2 separate regions of the Sus scrofa genome follow, and region 1 is linked to region 2. The links are chromatin contacts, called in public HiChIP or PLAC-seq maps. All regions are on one chromosome and are shown on one strand. Each heading gives the region's core, a stretch centred on a gene start, on an enhancer-like site or on the middle of the called end of the contact. The rest is flanking DNA. Distances are from core to core; before and after follow the strand shown. Region 1 has its middle 180 kb from the start of KCNJ16. Region 2 has its middle 68 kb from the start of KCNJ16.

Region 1 (3,406 bases), core at 116-2,615, 110 kb after region 2:
AAGTTGGACTGTCTCTCTGCACTTTTTTGGGTAAGATTCAAGTTAAGAAAGGTGCTGTAAGTCATTAAGCATCCTCTATTGCTTCTTTAAGGGCTATTTCAAGACGTTCCAAGTACTTCACCCTGGCTGGGCTACGATATCTGAGACTTTTCCCCCTTCAAATCTAAGCTAATAGAGAGTCTTTTTTAAAAGAATGGACAAACATTCCAGAGAAGTTCTGTTTTTCCCCCAACAGGTCTGCCCATCCCTACAAGCTGCATTCTTATAAGAATAGTCCCAAAGTGAGTCACGACAACAAAAGAAACAGAGAGTTTCTCAATGTGACACAGGGAGAATTTTTTTATTTGAATTTGCATGTTGTTTATATTTTCAAAGAGGAACTGGAAGAAAGGGGTTTCACTCTCATTGAGTATATCCAGTCATGAGTTCTTTTTGAGCTCTGCTGTTTGCTCTGTTCCCCTCAGCAGTGAATACTTGGAATGGGGGACTATGACTCAATTTCCCTTGCTTTCATCTCACTCATTCTTTCATCCATCTTTCCCAACATGCCATGAGTAAATTCTTTGCCAGTGTTGATTCCAAACTTCAGTTCTAACCGCATCACCCTACCAATCCCTCCCCATTTGGGGAGGTCCAAGTTTCCACCCTTTCAAAGTTCTTCATAACCCTGCCTCATTTCTGTTACTTCCCTCGCATGGAACTGCCTCAGCTAACCTTCTCTGTGTGTCCTTTCTCTGCTCTTTCCCGGAAAAAATATTTTGCTAAAATGCCTCATTCCCCTTCCCCTTCAGTATTTGCTCTCCATGTTTATAAATAACTACTCTGAATTTCATCTAAAATCCTTCTCAAAGGAATGTTTTTGCCTTCAATTACACTGTTTTTTACACATCATTTGTCATTATCTGCCTAGTGCATAAAAGGCTGCCTGTGAGATATAGTCTTCCAATCAATCTTGATTTAATAAACAAGTAAATCACATGGGCCCTTGCTGCTGCCAATTTTATTAACAATCACCTTTCCTTGGGTTAAGAATAATGAGAACTCTGATTGTGTGCTCTGGTTTGGTCCCCCTGCCAAGATCGATATGTGAACATGTTCGATACTGCACAGTGAGGCATGGCTGGGTAGTAGCCCACAAAACAAAAGGAAAAGAGTTCTAAAGCTCGGCAGGTGTCAGTGGATGGGGAGGGAAGGAAAGGGATGGATAGAGAAGCAGGAGGACAGAAGGAAAGCAACTCTGTGGGAAAATGACTAAATCCAAAATTAGCATAATGTTCAGTTTCATTTTAGGGAGGGGATCTGCACCAGAGCTGCAAGATGAAATCGGAGGATACTGTTAACATGTAGGAAACCCTGGTGTGGCAGCAGGTGCAGAAGCCCTATTAATGGAACAGAGGAACTGCTGCAGTAGGGAGAAGTACAGCTCGGGGGGAAATCCAGGTCATCCAAAAGGGAAAATGGAACAAGGAAGCCTCATAGGTTATGCTGGAGTGGGTGGAATTGGAACTGACATTTATTTAAATACTTCTTGGGTCACGCTTAGTCAGAGAAATGAGTGAGATGGACTCTCTATATAAGAAAATGAGTCCAGCTTTGGAACCAAGAAACCCAGAGGGAGGAAAAAGGAGAGAGACTGAGAGTAACTTTCATGAATGGGTCTTGTCACTCCTTGGGCTTCTATTTCTTAATCTGTAAAATGAAGAGAGGACTGTACGCCCTTTGGCCCTGCTGGTTTGTTTAAAAGGTGAAAAGCCACTAAAAGCCAAATGATAAATTAATTATCGTTGCTATTATTTTCTCAAATTGGGATTGAAAGTCTCCATTAATTCAGTCTAGACGTTAACACACTACTAAACGTTACCTTTAAAAACTGAGGAGTTTCCTTGTGGTGCAGCGGGCTAAGGATCTGATCTTACTGTGGTACAGGTTTGATCTCTGGCCCAGGAACTTCCAAATGTGGCAGTCGTGCAAAAAAAAAAAAAAAAAAAAAAATAGGAAAAAAGAAAAAAAGAAAAGAATGACAAGGTGGGTGGAGCTGGTTTATAGAGCTACTGTTTGGAGACCAATGCTTTACGCTTTGGTGATATTCATGGAAGACCTGCAGTTACCATTAAAAATAACACCTCCCATGTGCCAGGCATAGTGCTCAGAGCATTACCTCTTACCTTTCAATCCCCACAAAAGCCTGGGTATGTTGATGTTATGATCTACACTCTTCAATAGAGAGGTTAAGCCTCACCCAAAGTCATACTGATCATTGGGCTGCAGGATCTCTGACTTCAAAGATATTACTGTCCCACTAATCCAGTTCTTCTCAAAACTTTATTATTTTAACATAAAACTTTTTTCCCCCTAAATGCTACTCAGAAATCCAATGTGAAGCAGTGAGGCTGTTCTTCTGAAACAAACATGAGTGAGAGGAATTCCTACCTACTTAGCTTCTCCCACATGCGCTCTTCACACCCACCCCCCCAAACAGCATCTCGAAAGACAGTTTCTGTGCTCCCCTGGAGTTCCTGGAATATAGGTGGGAAGTTTCCATTTCACTATGCCTACTGAAAATACAAGGGCTATCCATTTGAAAGGAGAGGGGGAACATGCTTTAAAGAGCAAAATGCTTTTCTGCCAGCACTGGAGCAGTTTGTGTAAATGAGAGTGTGTCTCTTCACATCAGTTCTGACGGCATTCCTCGCGGGTCACGTAAGAGACATTTATTCAGTACTTGTCATGGACAAAGTACATAATGAGGCTGATTATTGCTCTGAGGCATTTCACATGAAATGGGTAAAAGGGAAGAAAAATCAGCCTGTGGTACTGTTGCGCCAGTCATATAAGCCATGGCTGCCATTTGTCTGCTGTGCAGTCTTGGGAAATTCACCATGATATGGAGCCTCAATTTCTCATTTGTGAAAATGAAAAATGAATTGGTTGGGGTCAGGTTCTGACCAAGCACTGTCTCATTTCTAGAGCCCTCTAATACGTGTGAAGCATCTCTGCAGCCTTATTCATCTGTTTTCCAAACCAACTACTTCTCCGTCCCAGGCAAAGTGCACTACTGCCTAAACAGGTTGTGTTGTTTCTTTGTTCTCTTTTTGGTAGATAAGGTCTTGCTTTGTGGCGGGGTGGTAAACACTTCACTGATGTCTGATTTAATCATTATTATTACTTTATAAGAGTTTACTGAAAAACTACAATGTTCCAGGCTTATGGGGGCATCACGGGAGAAGCAAAGCCGAATTCCAAGGGCTGACCTTCTTTTCCTGATTACCCGTGCTTTCCAATTCCACACTCAGCTGTTGCCCCTTCTAGAAAGTCTTCCCTCATCATAACTTCTGAGGTGAGTCCCAATGTTCTGAACCACCACTGGGCACCAGAATCCCCTAGCAAGCTTTACTATTATTATTAT
Region 2 (3,644 bases), core at 1,017-3,516:
GTTCCAGGGAGAAGGAACAGGCACAAAGGTCTTGAGGCAGAAGCTCACTTCGTGTGCTGAAGAGGCAGGAGGCCACTGTGGCTAAAGGTGGGGGAACCGGTGGGAGTGCAGGGGTGAAGTCACAAGGCCATGGGGGAAGGAAGGAGGGGAGACTATGGGCAGCTTGACGTGACTGCAAGAACTTTAGCTTTTGTCTGAGAGGAGATGCCAAGGAGGATGCCATGATCCAACTTATGGGTTAACAGGGTCTCTCCAAGGTTGGGCATAGACTCCAAGGCCACGAAGAGAGAGGCCAGGAGGTTGCTGCAGCAATGCAGGTAAGCGAGGAGGGAGGTTTGGACCAGGTGTCAGGACAGCGGTGGGAAGTCAGAGGTTCCTGAATACATACTGATACAGAGCCGCAGGCTGCCTGCATGGGGTGTGAGAAACAGGTGACACAAGGCTCACACCGATGCATCTGCCCTGAGCAAGGGGAAGCATGGAGTGGCCGCAGCCTGTGGTTAAGCTGAGACTAACACAGCGTCTGGCACATACCACGGACCAACAGGCATGAAATAAATAAACCCCAGTTTTAAAGATTAAAAACGCTGAAGCTCACAGAAGTTCGTTTATTGACTCCAAGTTATACCATAACTCGTGGTAGAGCTGGGATGGAAAACTAGGCCTGCCTGGCCCAAAGGCCACCATTCCCCTGTTCAGCCGGCTGGGATGTTCCCAAAGAAGTGAACCAGAGCGGGCGGGTGAGACAAACAGGCTCTCTGGTTTCCTTTCTGAGCATATCATGAGTCCTCTTGCCCAAGCTGATGCAGGCTCTGTCCAAAGGTCGCAAACCAGGGACCTGCTGGCCTAATAAGGCCTGCTGCCATGTTTTGTTTGGCCCTGGGAGCTTTATAAAAACAATTCATGTTTGAATGCCTTTAGGCTGGGCTTGTGCTTTCCAGCTTGGCCACACACACACCACTCCCTCTCGCTTACAGCAGTGCCCTGCATGGCCCCTGAAGATACTGGAATTTTCTACCAGTGACTCAAACCAACACACCAAGCGGTAGGTGGCTATGGGGCAACACAGGGTGCTAAAAAGAAGTCCATGGTGTCAGACAGATGTGGGTTCACACCCCAGGCCGTCATTTACCATGTGCATCTGTGTGAGCGCAGCTGTCCCTCGCCTTCCCCAGCTGTCCGATGGGGAGAAGAGTACCCTCCCTGAGCTGGTGCTGTGAGACCACCGTGAGAGACGACATGCATTGTACACAAGCATAGCAAGCGCTGGACGTGTGGTCATTATCCTAGGGCAGGAATTGGCACACTTTTTCTGTAAAAGGCAAGAGGATTTAATGTGCTAGGGTTTGCAGACCATAGACTGTCCCAACTATTCAGCTCTGCCGTGGCAGCACAAAAGCAGCCCTAGAGAATGTGTAAGAGAAAAAGCATCTCAACAAAATTGTACTCACAAACCTCGGTGGAGGTCAGCTTGCCACTGGGCTACAGTTTGACAGTGTGCTCCTCTCTGTGACGGAGCCTTTGCTATGATGCTTCCCAACCACCACCCCTCCCCATTCTGCTCTATCTCATCTCCTCAATGCCTACAAAAAAAAAAAAAAAAAAAAAAAAAAAAGTCTTTAGCTATGAGCAAAGACTATTTCATGCTCTTTTTTTGGCCACGCCCATGGCATGTGGAAGTTCCCGGGCCAGGGATCTGAGCCAGAGTGGCAAGCCAAACCACTGCCATGACAACGTCAGATCTTTAACATACGGCACCATCTGAACTCCTATTTCATGTGCTCTTAATCCATGCTGTCAGGTGGCATCATGGTGATGCTAGCTGCTGCTCTCAGAGTCCCCATCAGACATGAATAAGTGGCTTCTGTGGTGGCCTCCTTTGACGTCACAGAAAGCAGGGCCCCAGCAGGAGAGGCATCCCCAGCAAGGCTGGGCTTTCCTTGGTCAGGCATCTGGCAAACATAGGCTGGACGGTGATCATCCCTGGACTTCTGGAATCCAGGAACAACCCAGCTGCTTCTCCGCAGCAAGTTCAAGGACACGGACAGATGGGTAAAGGTGCCCGGACTGAAGTCAGTCTCGTGGCTCCAGGCCAACCTCTGAGGGAACAGGAAGGCTTCTAAGCCCTTGGCATCGAGCGCCCCCCGGGCAGCTCTGCACATTTCCCATCCTTTGACCTAATCAGAGCTTTGATTTGCAGGCCTTGAGGGAGAAGCTGCTGGGTTGTTCCCACTGGGTTATTTTTGGGAGCTGGCAGGAGAAAGGGAAGAGAGAGAGGTCACCACCGGCCCCGCTGGGCAGTGCCGCACAGGCCCCTGAGTAAGCCGCGGAGCAGGCTTAGGTCATTTCCTCTGCCAGAGCTCCCGGTCAGGCAGCACCAGAAACTCCCGAGCGGGGCCAAAGAGGGAGGAAGCGGAGGTCTCCATCCTCCTTGAGAAATAACCTTTTTTCCCCCATGTTCCCCACTTTCACCAGAAGGGATCTGATGAAATTTCAACAAAACTTGCATGCTTTGGGGAAGACAAAAAGAAGGCCAAATTCACAGACAAAATGGAGAAATCAAAATGACAGAAATACTCATTGTTCCTCTACCTCTTCAATTTTTTTTTGTTTTTGTTTTTTTTTTAAGCAGGACATTAGCAGAGTTTGCCTCTAATCATGAAGAATAAGTCAGCTCAGCAAACCTCCGCCAGCCTGGGGATAAGAGGCGTCTTAATTATGAGGCGTTGCATGAGGGGGATCAATGAGCAGGAGATCTACTGTGACATCCCTCAGAACAGTCACAGGAGCTGCCACCAAAGGCTCTTCTCCAGGGCTGGCTTCATCAGTGTGAGCTGGGTCGTTGGACAGGGCCTTACGCTTAAAAGGGCTCCATCCTTGGTCCATCCCGGATTTAATGCTCTGTGGCGGCCACCGTTTGAAATCTTCGATACATTGCCCCACATTTTCATGCTGCACTGGGCAGCAAATGACATGGTCTGCCTGCTCTTCTTCCCCGAAAACAGTGTTTCTTATCCCTTTTTCCCCCTCCATTTCTATCCTCTCAAAGAGTCTTTTTAGACATTTTTTTACCCCTTTTCTGTAAAAGAAGTAATCTCCAATACTCTCTTAATGCGGAACACCACTACGACTTCCTGAAAACATAGGCAGAAGCAACAAAAATAGACATACAACCGCTATACTGAAACAACTTTAGCAAAGGTTTACTGTGGGGCTGGTAACCTTAAGTGGCCACAGAGGTGAAGCAGGTAGCACGAGTGAGTAAAGACAATAGAAAGAGGTAGAAGACAGGCTAATGTAAACTCAGGAGGGCATGTCCTGAGTGAAAGGGGCTGTGGACAGTCCACCCTGCTGGCTGTTGCTGCATAGGAGTGCAGCTCCAGTATCATTAGATATTATGATTCAAAAGAACTCCCCTAAAAATCCTTATGTACAATGATGCTAATGTGTAGACGTGGACAACTGTGGCGGGCAGATCCTGCTGGTAGCCTCCATGATTCCTGCTGTCTGTGTTCATAGCCCTCTGTGATTCCCCTCGCCCTGTTGGTGGGTAGAACCTGTGACTTGCTTCTTGCCAACAGAGTATAACAAAGGTGAAGCCATTTTTCGGATTCCATTAAGGCCCCAAACCAGTTGGTTTTGAA

What was found. HiChIP or PLAC-seq counts read pairs in DNA pulled down with a chosen protein or histone mark.
Region 1: an H3K27ac HiChIP or PLAC-seq map of skeletal muscle shows a contact between it and region 2, with 2.0 times the contacts expected there. The contact joins two enhancer-like sites. A contact is called at or near these places in 4 of 47 Hi-C or Micro-C datasets (adipocytes, embryonic fibroblasts, fibroblasts and 1 more) and 1 of 2 datasets of contacts at active chromatin or transcription factors (skeletal muscle).

The regions. Positions count from the first base shown.
Region 1 is chr12:10,713,781-10,717,186 of Sscrofa11.1, forward strand. No RefSeq gene overlaps it. Among named protein-coding and RNA genes, the nearest start is that of KCNJ16, 180 kb to the left of the region's middle. Within about 2 kb of position 1,366, at least 4 of the 83 cell types and tissues checked have an H3K27ac peak or open chromatin away from gene starts, as enhancers often do. A contact at or near this core is called in skeletal muscle, where this site is marked.
Region 2 is chr12:10,604,230-10,607,873 of Sscrofa11.1, forward strand. No RefSeq gene overlaps it. Among named protein-coding and RNA genes, the nearest start is that of KCNJ16, 68 kb to the left of the region's middle. Within about 2 kb of position 2,267, at least 11 of the 83 cell types and tissues checked have an H3K27ac peak or open chromatin away from gene starts, as enhancers often do. A contact at or near this core is called in skeletal muscle, where this site is marked.